Regions from separate parts of the Mus musculus genome. Here region 2 is linked to region 1. A link is a contact called in public Hi-C data. All regions are on one chromosome and are shown on one strand. Each heading gives the region's core, a stretch centred on a gene start, on an enhancer-like site or on the middle of the called end of the contact. The rest is flanking DNA. Distances are from core to core; before and after follow the strand shown.

Region 1 (6,731 bases), core at 1,159-3,658:
AAGGATCGTAGCACTAGGATCGTCTAGGATCGTAGCACTAGGATCTGGAGTCATCTAGGAGACTGACCCTCCCTGGCCTGCAGGATCAGTCTCTTAGATGATTCCAGATCCTATTAAATTATTAACAGTAATCACTACAATATGGAAGAGAGTGGACAGAGGAGAAATTTACAAGTCAGGGGTAAAAGGTAAACTTGGACATCCTGCTCTGTATCCCAGACCCTTAGTAAAAGGCAAGTCGCTCTGCTTTTCAGGGTCTTTGTCTTTTCAAATGAAAAGACAAAGCCTGCCCAAATCTTTCAGTATCATGCAACTGTGACTGGCTAAGCAGGGGAGAGTCCCTGTCAGTGTCCCCCAGGTGACATAATCCAAAGGAAAATGTGGGTTTCAGCATCGCACAGTCACTGAACCATTCAGCTTCTGCACCCTAATTGGCAGCTTTCTAAGCAACTTCTCCCGGTTCTCATTTTCTCCGGGCAGTAGAGTATACTTTGGCATCAGAATGGGAGGCTTGGGGTGGTCGCCCGGTTTCTTTCCCTCCAGTGGATGGGGCATCATGGCCTTAAACCAGAACCATCTGTGCAAAATGACTGGGAGGCACACAAAGTGCCGGAACCACAAAATTCCAGCTTTGCTTTTGGCTTTCTGGCAAGAAAAGACTGAAAAGTCGGCTCTCGTTTCTCCAAATATTTCTCGCCACAGAGTCTGTGCAGACTGCCTCCAACTCTCCATCGGCAAACCTGGGCAGTTTGGGGACTTTGTTTTGCTTTGTTTTGTTTTTAGTTCGGTTGTTTGGTTGGTTGGTTGGTTGGGTTTTTTTTTTGTTTGTTTGTTTGTTTGTTTTTTGTTTTTGTGGCCTGCTCTCAAATGGTTTTGGAGGCATTGGCAGAACGCACATTAAGGCCATAGTATTGGCTGAGAGTCAGATGATTTCTTTTTCAAAAAGGAGAAACTTCATAAGCCTTACCTTGTGCACACACAGGTGTATAGAAGAAAAAAAAAATGTGGTTTTTCTTCTTGCATTCAGGACTCACTCGCCTCGGCCCAAATTTGAAAAACAGGTTGGGTTTTAGGGGTGTTGCTTTTTTAAATGTTGTTTCTGGTTATTTGGTTTGGTTTGGTTTAGTTTGGGATTTTTCCCCTCACTAAAGTTGTCTGCTAAATACTTGAGGTAAAATCCAGAGACCTGAAGTCTTTGGCCTACTGTCTGTGCCATCTGCACACCTGCATGGTGACACTCAAGAGTCCTGTATGACAACTGATGGGGACCACAGTTCGCTTGGCTCACTGGAGTGGTACCAAGAGAGTTACAAAACAGCGAGAGCTTCCGAACCCGTCACTCTCCTCTACACCACAGAAAGGCTTAAAGATCCAAAGCAAACCGGAGCTTGCTCAAGTTTCAGAGATGTCAAGTCATGTGGTCTAAGGCGAACAAATGTTTCTGGCTATAAATACTCAACAGAGTGTTCCAGCTCACTCAGCCAAAACCTAAACGCTGTGAGGTTTCACCCAAACGAATGGTTCCTTAAATAAACACAACGTCAGGGCAAAAGTGAGCAGCAAAACTTGCAATCAAGGACTGACACGAGAGGCGCCGTCTCGTGGAAGAGAGAGGCTGCACCTGGACGGCTGGTAACAAAAGTTAACCGAGGGCCCTTAGCAGGGCAGGCAGTGGCCAAGCAAGCCCTAGTCCCTCAGTGTGTTAACCCTCCCTCAGGTCCGCCAGGATGAGGACACTACCATCCAACACCATTGATGCGGGAAAGCCAAGCCCCCAGATAAATAAGAAAACCTAGCACATCATGGACGTCAAGGGTGTCTGGTGGCAAAGCCACTGGCCCTCTGTGCCAGGACCCACTGTGCCCAGCAAGGTCAAGAATGCTGGTCTTACCCTGGATTCTTCATCACTGGGAGGCATCCATGTCTTGGGAACCACTGAGTTTAGGGCTGCAGAGACAAAATGCCACAAACCAAGTAATTTAACACAACAGACACATTCTCTTACCATGCCCAGAACCATAGAAAATACACACTCTCTCTCTCACACACACACACTCCATACACATACACACTCATAAGCACACCACACTCCCACAGACACACAGTCACATGCACACCACGCTCAAACACACACACACATACATTCACATGCACATCCCACACACATACTCTACACACTCCAAACACACCACACACTCTCTCTACACACACACACTACACAATCACATATACACCACACACTCACATGCACACTCACACACACACACACACACACAAGAATTTTTAAATTTATAACTGGTAAATAAAACTCAAAGCAAGGAAGCTGTAAAAAGTACACGGGGGAAAGAAAACCCATCTGGGCAAGAGGTATTTGCATATTCTGTTAGATATACTTCCTGCCAGGTGTGTGCAGCACATGGCCAGTTGCAAATTTGATTATTGGAGAAATTTTGAAAAGTTAGATGCCTGCTGAACCCCCAGGGTTCTTTTCCCCTGCCTTCCACTGCTCCCTGATGCAATATTACATGGCTGTGTTTTATCCTCCAATTTCTGTCATCTTCCTAGAAATGCATGGTTTGCCTAAGTGTGGAGCATGAAGGCCTAACTCCCTCAGCTTGCAAGAATACTAAACTAAGTAGGAATTGTTTTGGTGTGTGTGTGTGTGTGTGTGTGTGTGTGTGTGTGTGTGTGTGTGTGTGTGTTGATGATGATGATGATCAATTTTGATTAGCACATACAGTACTGGCTTTCACTGTGACATTTCCAAGAGTCATTTGTTTTTGTTGATTTTACTTCTCCTCCTTAGCCCCACCCTACACACACACACCTGTCCACCCCAGTAGAATCTTATCTGCTTTTAGGCCATATGAGTTTTACTGCCCTCTTCCTGTTCTTTGCCACCCTTTATTTCCAGTGTGTGGTCTCCATTGTAGTTTTATTGCCTCTACATAATTATACCTGCATACACACACACACACACACACACACACACACACCTATATACACACATACATGTGTGTGTGTGTGTGTGTGTGTGTGTGTGTGTGTGTATCTGTGTATCTGAGTATCTTTGTATATGTGTATGTGTGGACCCACATACAATAGAGAAATGTGATATTTGCTTTTCTGAGTTAATAAAATATATATTAATATATTTAATATAATAATTTCACAGGTCACCCATTTTTCTGAAAATGTCTTAACTTTATTTTTCTGGATAAAACTGCACTGTACATGAATAGCACATTTTCATTACCCTAAATAGGAATTCTACAATATTACAATGTAGTCTACAAAGCTTCGACCGGTACTCTAGGAAGTAGCACAACTGACAGAGGGGATGGCCAGAAGGTCCTATCAGTGGCCCCCAGTTCTGTATTTGTCCATATAAGAGCGTTCTTCATTTGCATGTCACCATGGCTGTCAGATGGGGACCTTTGCTCTAGAGCAGTGGTTCTCAACCTTCGTAATGCTGAGGCCCTTTAATACAGTTCTTCAGGTTGTGGTGATCCCCAAACATAAAATTATTTTTGTTGCTACTTCATAACTGTGGTTTTGCAACTGTTATGAATTGTAATGTAAATATCTGATATGCAGGTTATCTGATGTGGGACCACCTCACCAAAGGGGTTGTAACCCACAGGTTGAGAATCACAGCTCCAGACACTGATCTGCCTTGGCCTTGCCTGTGAATACTGTAGCTGTTTAACATAAAATGAGAAACTCCAGGTCAAAGCTACAGAGTGGAGAGGGCTGAATAGAACAGAAAATCAGAGGGAACATCAACAACAACAACAAATTTTGTTTGAAGGTTCCACACTGAGTACATGGGCAGATGACTTGGTGGGTGAAGTGTTCACTGTCCAGATATGAGAATCACAGTTTGAATCCCCAATACCCACATAATGTTGGGTTGAACATATGGCCTACCTGTTAATTCAATGCTGGGAAGAAGACGCCAGAGCACCTGGGGGTAAGCTCTCTGTGGCTAGTTTGACTAGCAAAATAGCAAGCTCCAGGTCTAACAAGAGAGCCTTGCCTCAGTGAGCAAAATGAGGCAAGACTGAAGAAAGAAGCACGCTGTGTTAACTTCTGATGTCCACACATGTGTGTGCTCCTGCCACAATCAAACTTAATACTTGCCACATTAACTGGGATGACTGGTATACAAAATATATACTTAATTATGTACAAAAGTACATGTGCATAAAAGCTCTGTAATAAGTGTGGAGAATCTGATAACAAGCAGTGTGACAGTGCCTCAAAAATTAACACAGGGTGGAGAAATGGTTCAATGTTTAAGAGCACTGTCTGGTCTTCCGGAAGACCAAGGTTTGATTCCCAGTACTCACATGGCAGCTCACAATTGTCTGTAACTCCAGTTCCAGGGGTTCCAATGCCCTCTTCTGGCCTTTGTGGGCACTGCATGCACATGATGCACAAACATGTAGGTAAAGCACAAATACAAATAAAGTAAATACATTTTTAAATGTAATACAGGACTAGCATGTGATCCAGAACATTAGCATCTGGACAGCCTGAGTAGCAAAAGCAGAGCACCAGCTGAGTGGGTTCACAGCAGCACACATTACTCACATTTTACTCACATTAGCCAGCTTCCCCAGTACTGCGTGAATGGACGGGCAAAATGTGGTTGAGACATCCAGTGACATATTAGTCAGTCTTGAAAAGGGAGAAAATCCAATCACAAGCTACAACTCAGATGATGCATAAGACATCCTATGTGAAGCAGGTAAACACCAAAGACCAGAAGAGCCAGGTTCCCCATCCAAGAAGGAAGGACACTGGTGAGCAGACCTGAGAGTATGGGTGAGGCACTAAGTTCAGAAGATGGGGTGGTAATGGCTGCACCAGTGTCCTCAGTGCCACTAACAACACACTCTGACTTGACCTCAGTGGTAAGCCTTTGGTGATACACATGGCACCAAACAGCGAGCAGGTGGATGTGAGCACATGGCAGCCTTCTCCGGCAGGCTCTTGGCCCCAGCACCGCAGCACACCATCCATCACCTCCTAGACAGCAGAAGCCTGAGAGCACACTCCACAGCTGCACCTGGGAAGGATTCTGAGCATGCTTAAAAGGTACATGCTTTTTATGCAAACAGGTATTTACAAATCTATGTGCATTTTATAGAGACAAATTGGAGGAGGGAGAGAGAACCGAGAGAATGTATCTTAGTCCATGCATAGCCTTCTTCACATGTGATTTGCATTGGGCCACAGTTTTGAAAATAACTAAGTCATGCAAAACCTCATTCCGTGGTGCTCACTGCCACAAAATGAAACCCCCTATCATTCATTCCTTCTCAGTCCCTCATTCCAAGTGGCTCACAACTAGCAGTTGCTTAGCATATCCTTTAAATAACAGCAGGACATGCTTAAACCAATATAGTGAGCTATTTGTGTGTACCTATATTTTCAATGTTTCACATACATATTTACCTTTACACTTTATTTTACATGTTTAAATTTCATATTTACAAAATGTCTGCATCTCAGTGCATGTTCTGGGTAGGTTTCAGGCTTTGATATATTCTCTTTGATATATTCCTTTTGATATATTCCCTTTGATATATTCCCTTTGGAGATATTCTGGGGCTTTTCTACATTGCTAGATATGCAAGCTGTCTGGTGATTGCTGGGTGTTCTGGATTAGACATTTAGGCATTGCCAAGCTTGTTTTCTAGCCTTTGCTTTTTTTTTACAGGGGAAGGCAGTCTAGCTTGAGTTCCTAGCAATGGAATTGATGGGTCAGAATCTAAGCAGTTTGACTTTTAATGGGCACCCACAGGTTGCTGCCCATAATCATCACCATAATGGTCACCACAGTTCACCCCTTTCTATGCCTGAGCACACCTGCCCTGCAGCATCACCAGATCTTAGCAGCACTGTCCCAGTACGTTCATCCTTCCCTGCTATTTATCTCTCGTTGGAATCTTACTGAGAAGCTTCACTGAAGGCCTGGGAGCTGGCTCAGTAGATAAAGTGCAGTCTGCACAAGCCTGAAGACCAGAGTTCAGATCCCTAGGACCGGCATAAAAGCCAAGCCAAGCTGGCAGCCCATCCATAATTCCAGTACACAGGAGGTAAACACAAGGCTTCCTTGGAGCCAGCTAGCTAACCAGATGAACTGAATCCATAAGCTTCAGGTTCTGAGAGTCCATCCTCAGAGAATAAGGTGAACCATGACCCATGAAGACACCTGGCCTCTGACCTCCACGTGCACATGCACCTGTGCGCATCCACACATATGTGAATACACACACACACAAGAGAGGGGAGGGAGAGGGGGGATAAACAGATTTCATGTCCTCTCTCCTTTTCTTCCCAAAGACATTTTCAAAATCCCCCAGACTTCTCTGTGACTTTCATGTGTGTCATGAGTGATTGTGGCTATCAGCTCCCCATCCGTCAAATGCCCTGAAGACTCTACTCTCTCCCCAGATTTATTTGTTTTGCTTTGTTTAAGCTCCTCTCTGCCAAACAGTTCTAAAAAAAAATGTTACAAACTCATATGCTTCCATCTTTTTTCCTTTACAGATTCTAAATTTTCTCTCGTGCTTGGAAAACCCTTTTCTATTCCAAGTTCAAAAATAAACACATGCAATCTTGTAGGCAGGCTATCTCTGCTCTGTTTGAGCAATAGCATGCCCAGTGCTTTTACCCATGCGGTTGCCCACAGTGGATAAAAAGTGATATAGTGAATGAGA
Region 2 (6,731 bases), core at 2,128-4,627, 120 kb after region 1:
GTTGAATTAGGGAAAAGCTGGAAGAAGCTGAGGAGGAAGGCGACCCTATAGGGAGACCAGCAGTCTCACCTAACCTTGTCCCCATGATCTCTCAGATACTAAACCACCAACCAGGCAGCATACACCAACTGATATAAGGCCCCCAACACATATACAGCACAGGAAGCACAGGACTGCCTGGTCTGGCCTCAATGAGAGAAGATGCATCTAACCCCCAAGAGACTTGAGGCCCCAGGGAGTGGGGAGGCCTAGCAGGGTGCGGATGGGTGGGGTGGAGACCTCCTCTTGGAGATGGGGGAGGAGGAATTGGATGAGGAACAGTCAGAGAGCAAACTGGGAGGGAGATAGCGACTGGACTATTAAAAGATTAATAATAATAATAATTTAAACAAAAAATAATAATAATGTTGTGGCTGGGGGGTCATCACATGAGAAACTGTGTTAAAGGGCCACAGCTTTAGGAAGGTTGAGAACCACTGTGTTTGGGGTGGAAGAGTGGGACACTTACACAGCTTGTCAGAGCCATCAATGAGGAAGATACAAACTACCACATGGTATTCAAGCCATTGAGGTCTGTGACAATTAACCAAAGCAAGACTGCAAATGAACAAAGGAGAGCTATAGCTACCCAGTTCTGGGTCAGGCTGATGCTCATTGTAGGAACAAAAAACAAAAACCCTCAGGTGTGAATGCTGTGTCATTTCTTGCTGGCTTCACAGCTACACAACACGAGGCCTTTGCTGTTCAGCCCCATGTCAGCTAATAGGGGCCCTGGAGGCAGTTTGCCCTGCTCAGCTAGAGGGAAAATCATCACACAGAAAAATCAGCTCCACCTGTCAGTTGTGGTTCCAAAGACAGGCAGCCCTTCCCTTCCCCTCTGCTAAGCGGCAAAGCCTCTCTAGTTGACATTTTTTTTGAGAGATGGATTGAGACTGACATTCTAAGCATGAGAGCAGGGGAAGTTACAGACCAAAAAATAATAATGATAAAGCAGACTCAGCCCTGGAAAAACACAAAGCACCATATGTCTACAAATAAATTAACAAGCCGGCGCTGGGAGACGTCTCAGTCAGTGAAGTGCCTGACTGCAAGTGTGGAGACAGGAACTCCAAAGGAACTCCAAAGGCACCGCGGAGGCAGGAGGATCCCCGGGGCTCACTGGTCAGCCAGTCTAGGGGAAGTAATAAGACTCATAGTTCAGTGAGCAACGATGTCTCGAGAAGTCAAGCAGAGAGGAGCAGCGGAAAACCCCAATGGCATCTATGTGCACAATATACTCACCTCTATAGACATATATACTCACTCCACCTGGACAGCACAGAAGAGCTGACCCTAGCAGTGGGGGCGCAGGTGAGCCAGCCTGAGGGGGGGGGGGAGCGTGGAAAAGCTGGCCCTGCCACTCATCTGTCTGCCACGAGGTGGTGTGTGTGCAAGGGTGACACTCCATGACGGCCCCTCACTACCTGCAGCAGTCAGGAGAGCTGGCCCTGTTCTTCCCAGGCTGAAGCACTTGGGAGACCAAGACCCTGCACCTGACAAGCAGGGCTCGTTGCATCCTTATTAGCTACCGCTGTGGAACTTACCCATTTACTTAAAACTGAGTGTCAGGGATGCCCAGAGGGCCACCTCAATGACAAACCTCTTTCTACCCCACTCTCCATTGGGAAGCATCATGAAGCAGTATAGCTTGTCTTTCTTCCTGAGGAGCAGGGCCCATAACTCCTCCCAGGACAGCCACTCCTGGAATGGCTCTTCACAAGGAACCCAGTACAACCTGGAAGGAGCTGCAACCCTCGGGGTTGATGGACTCACATTACCTGATGGTTACAAGTGCCCTCTAGAAACCAAGACTTCCAGAACCGTGAGACTTAACACTTTAGGGATCAGGAAAGCCCAATATGGTTGCTGAATGACAAGGAGCAGGCCACTCTTATGTCACCTTTTAGCTCCAGGCTTCATAGATCTACAGTGTGTCTCACCTGGGAATTTCTGTGTCTGTTTTCTTACCCCCCTACTCCACCTTTGGCCAGAGGCTCCTGGAGGACAAAGTCCATTTTTGCATGTTTCTGTGTATATACTAAGAGAAGTCCTATTGTCTGGCATAGAGGATGGGGGATGGGTGGAAGGAAATGTCACTTTCTTATGTATGGCTGTGATGTGTGTTTATTTGTACACAGGCACACATGTGTGCATTGCGTGTGCATGTGCATTTACATGTGCAACCTCGGGTATCATTTCTCAGATACTCTCTCCCCTTGTTTGTTTTGGGGATTTTTTGGTTGTTTAGTTGTTTGGGGGTTTTGTTGTGTTTTGTTTTGTTTTGTTTTGTTTTGTTTTGAGACAGGGTAGTTCACTGGAACTTGCCAAGTAGGTTAGACTAGTTAGACAATGAACCCCAGTGAGACAGAACCTTTTTCTGCCACCCCAATGCTGGTATTAGAAGCAAGAGCCACCAAGCCCTGCTTCTTTTCCCATGAGTTCTGGGGGTAAAATATAGTTCCTTGTGCTTATAAGACAAGCACTTTACTGGCTAATCTGTCTCTAAGTCTTAAAGATACTTTCTTATGCCATGGCTAACACATTTTTGGAACATCTGCCCTATTTTTTAAATACCAACTACAGTCCTGATACTGAATACTGAGTCAATAGGTCAGAGTGTCCCATTGGGACCAGCACAGGATACCTGCAAAACAAAAGTGGGAAGTAAAGAGCCAGCAAAGTTAAAAATATTATGACAGTCCATCTGTGGTCAGAAAGAGAAAAGGCATGGTGATACTGGCCTTTCCAAGAGACTTGCTTGGCCCTTGGGAAAATCGGGTCTGAAGTCAAGACCCATTTCCCTGCTGGGCAAAGCTTTCTTTACTTGAAAATCAGAGCAGACAGATCCTCAGTAGAGGCCACAGACAAAAAGTAGGTTTCTGTCCGAAAGGCCAGGAGTTCTTCGGGCTTGGAGCTGGGGGAGAGAGCGCTTGTAGAGAGTATGCATGGCTGAGGGTGTGTTCTCTGAATGTCTTTCCTTGGCTAGAAAGAACCTGGAGGAGAAGCAGTCGGGAAACATTTGGGAAAGGTCTAAAGTCACAAAGGAGTCCAGGAGTCCTCTGTGCAAAGCCAGTAGGCAGCCCATGAGGCATTCACAGGAAACAAAGAGAGAGAAAAAGAGGTCAAAAGAGCCCTCCAACCCTGCATTCATCATTCAGTTCGATCTTCAAGGAATCTGCTGACTGACACAAATTGTTTTATGTGACTTTCTGCCTGGGACCTGAAAGGACAGGCCCCTCCCAAGAAGGAGAAGATGGGGCTGAATGGGGGCGAGGCCGCGGGGGCGGGGGAGTGGAGAGACACAGGAAGCCACGACCTTAGTTCCCACGGGGGTGTTGGGCGCCATCTACTGGTAATCAAAAGAACCACTCATACCTTTTGAAGAAGGCTGTTTCTTAGAAGTGGGTATGTATGCAAAGGGAAACAGAGCCTTTCTCACTGTAGGGAGCCAGCTCTGCCTCCCCTGAGCGTGGTCTCCCGACACATAGCAATTATTCTACAATGAGAATCCAGGGTTCAAAGGCCATAGTTAGTCTGCCAAGAGCAAGAATGTGCACACTGATTGCCGCTAAGAGTACCACTCCTTATCCTAAATTCAGTAGCTGAAAGTCTTCCTGCAACATCGCTTGCCTTGTGAGTGGTTGAATGTGGCTTGAGTAACTGGTTCTTTTGTCATACAGCTGTAAGAATCCAGCAAAAGAGGCAAAAGTGAATGCAGAGATGTGAACAGTAGCTGCAGCAGCAGGCGGCTCTCAGGATGCCCGGGGCATAGCCACCCCTGTGCCTTTTTCATCTACAGCATGACAAACATTTCAAAGTTCAGGGCTGATTTCACTCCTTTCTGACCCCTGCCCTGCACTCGGCTATCCTAGACAAGTTAAAGAAAGGAGAAAGAACAAATCAAGCTGGCTAAGCTGGTTTCACACTTCAAAGACCCTTGAACCAGTCTGAGGTGACAGGTAACAGACCACCACTAAAGCTGTGAAGGAGCATTGAGAGTGTAATACTTTATTCCAGCTGCTTCATTGTCTCCTGGCTGGGAGCAAGACCCTCATTGTCTCAAAAGTCCTGTGATATTTGAGCCTACCTTGCCTCTGTTTGGCTGTACCAACCCCTCCAGCCAATCTCCTCCCCACCCGCCTCCCTTCACCCAGTGCCTTCCATCATGTTGGTCCTTCTGCACACAGCCAAAACCACGGCCACTGCCTTGGTCATGGTGTCTTTTCACAGCAATAGGACAGTGTCTAAGACACCTGCCCACCTCAATTAGCAATCAAGACAATTCCCAAAGATATGACCACAGTCCAAGTACCCCAGTAATTGATCTCAATAAGTTTTCTCATTAATCCCTCTTCCTGAGTAATTTCAGGTTGTCAAACTACAATGGAAATAACTACTGACCTGAGATTTTCACCTCTGTCCTAAGACTCCAAGACTTCCATTGCAATGGCCCCTCCAGGAAGGGAAGAAGACACCAAACATTGCCAAGCGTCAGCAACAACACACCTGTGGCTTTAGCTGCTCCTGGGCAAACATTTGCATCCTTTTCTGACAGAGAAAGAGAGAAGCTCCAAGAGGGAAAACCAGTGGCCCAAGAACATGCTGCTTGCCAGTGAGCATCAGGGCTCTCTCCAGCCTTGTAGTGCAATGAGCCTGCCCCCTGCACTGCTTCATGAGGGCAGGAGGCCAAGAAGATAGGCTGACCCTCTTCTTGCACTCTAAATGACTTCTTTCCAACTTGTAGTCATGCCGATGAATGACATTAACTCTGCTTTAGGATTTGTGGGTTCCTTCATGTATTCAAACGGACATAGCAGAGAAGAAGGCTGCATGTGTATATGTTATTTGCTCACTAATCACTCATACTGTGTGCCCTGCAGACCACAAGACACTGCCTGTCTTATCCTAGGCACATCACAGGGAACAGGGGACAGAACTGCCCGTATCTGGACCAAAAGGCAGTTCCCCAGGCAGTTAAGGTTGACAGTAAGTGTGCTACTTATTTTAATAGACCTCCGAAAAGGCATAAAGGCAAGACCCTATTGTGCCACCTGTTAGACCAAGTTTCAGCCTAGCAATTGCTTGTCCTGCTCTCTGGGCCAGCTCTATCCTGGCTGTCTCAGAAATACCTCATGTTATGAGCCCAAAGACACTTCATCCTGTGGATACAGAGAAACAGGAGACTCCCGATGCATGATTTCCAATAGAAAACACAACCCAGACACATACAGGAACTCCCTTCTACAGAGCAAAATCCCAGCTATGGTAGAGGTGTTTGCACCTGTATTCTTCAATTTCTGATCCAGTAAAAAAAAAGGATCAGGGTGTGTGTGGCTGCTGGGTATCAGGTCTTCTGTCCTAGGCAAGGGAGTTCCAGCAGAAACAAAAATGAATAAAATCATCTGGCCACAGGTAACTTGAAAACAGACAAAAACAAACAAATGAGCAAACAAAACAATGACATACAAACTGAGAGGGAAAAGCCATTGATCTACCACTCAGAAGTGAACCCTGAAGGCTGCAAGACCAACCTGCCAGGCAAGCCATACCCACTGGCACAATAGTGGCATGAAAGTTATGGGGGTAACCAACCACTTTCTGATTAGAGCTGAGCCAGGTACAGAGGAAGGAATTCATGCCTGCCTCTATAAACCTGGCCCAAAGCCCCATGGCTTGGAAGGTCACAGGTCCTAAGGGGGAACCCACCACTGCTGTGTTACAGAATGTACGTGTCATCAAACTTCCTCATAATATTTGTGTGTGTGCCCTTAAGATGGATGGGTCAGTGTTGCCCTCGACCTTGTCCAGAGACGCTTCTTCTATAGTAGACACAGTTAGTGCAGAGTTGGAACTAATGAAGTCACTCCGCTATTAATGGGACACCTATATCCACACCATACCCCACCCAAGACAAAGTTCTGCAACACTACAGAAGAGACGATAGGAAGAATATAAGAACTGATGGAAGAGTCGGCGTGCAGTGAAATGCTGTGTTCTGGACATGATGTAGCTATTGTACCTATGAACTCTCTTCATCTACGGTTACCTGTACGAGACCTGTTCAAGATCAGGCCAACAAGAGCAGTCAGTGTTCCAGCAGGCAGCACTAGCTGGACTCAGTGGGTTCTAGAAAGGGTAAGGGAAGATATGAAGATAGCGGGAGGCATGCATGTTGGAAAGTGGCTGAGGGTTTCTCCGGAAAAATGAGACAGAGCCTAGGGAATAGACATGATTAATGTGTAGATGTTCAAAATTGTCAAAAAAAAGATTTTTAAAGAAAAATAAAAATGACAGGTAGTATCTAAGACCCGATGATACAAAAGTGATGTGCATTTAGTAGTGCACTCGGACTTTTGCATTCATTATTTTCCAGGCTTGTGAGATGTGATAAGAAGCACTCTCAATGTTGGGCAGGGATAGGGGCAGGGGCAGGAGCAGGGAGCCCCAGTTCCAAGCCAACCCTAAGATCAAGAGAAAAAACCACGTGTTCTATGGTGGACTGAGCTGCTTGGCTGTGATTCTCCAGAGGTTAGGAACATTTAATGCATTTAACTGGGAAGATTTTCAAGCAATAGTTATATAAGGATGAAACCCACTGTACACTGAGAAACATCTATATGTATGATATGAGGTTAACAAGTCCTATTTAAAAAAAAAAGTCATATTGCAAGCAGAGAGTTGAGACGCACAGC

The links. A called contact is a pair of places that touch in the nucleus more often than the background predicts.
Region 2: a Hi-C map of pre-B cells shows a contact between it and region 1, with 5 times the contacts expected there. The contact joins two enhancer-like sites. A contact is called at or near these places in 4 of 39 promoter capture datasets (the 3T3-L1 cell line, the C10 cell line, hippocampal neurons and 1 more), 2 of 15 datasets of contacts at CTCF or cohesin (large pre-B cells and pro-B cells), 19 of 484 Hi-C or Micro-C datasets (the 3T3-L1 cell line, the 63-12 cell line, B cells and 14 more) and 1 of 115 datasets of contacts at active chromatin or transcription factors (large pre-B cells).

What each region holds. Positions count from the first base shown.
Region 1 is chr12:16,382,228-16,388,958 of GRCm38.p6, forward strand. No RefSeq gene overlaps it. Among named protein-coding and RNA genes, the nearest start is that of Gm36372, 150 kb to the left of the region's middle. Within about 2 kb of position 2,409, at least 44 of the 459 cell types and tissues checked have an H3K27ac peak or open chromatin away from gene starts, as enhancers often do. A contact at or near this core is called in the 63-12 cell line, the CH12 cell line, pre-B cells and 1 more, where this site is marked.
Region 2 is chr12:16,506,189-16,512,919 of GRCm38.p6, forward strand. No RefSeq gene overlaps it. Among named protein-coding and RNA genes, the nearest start is that of Lpin1, 80 kb to the right of the region's middle. Within about 2 kb of position 3,378, at least 69 of the 459 cell types and tissues checked have an H3K27ac peak or open chromatin away from gene starts, as enhancers often do. A contact at or near this core is called in the 63-12 cell line, the CH12 cell line, pre-B cells and 1 more, where this site is marked.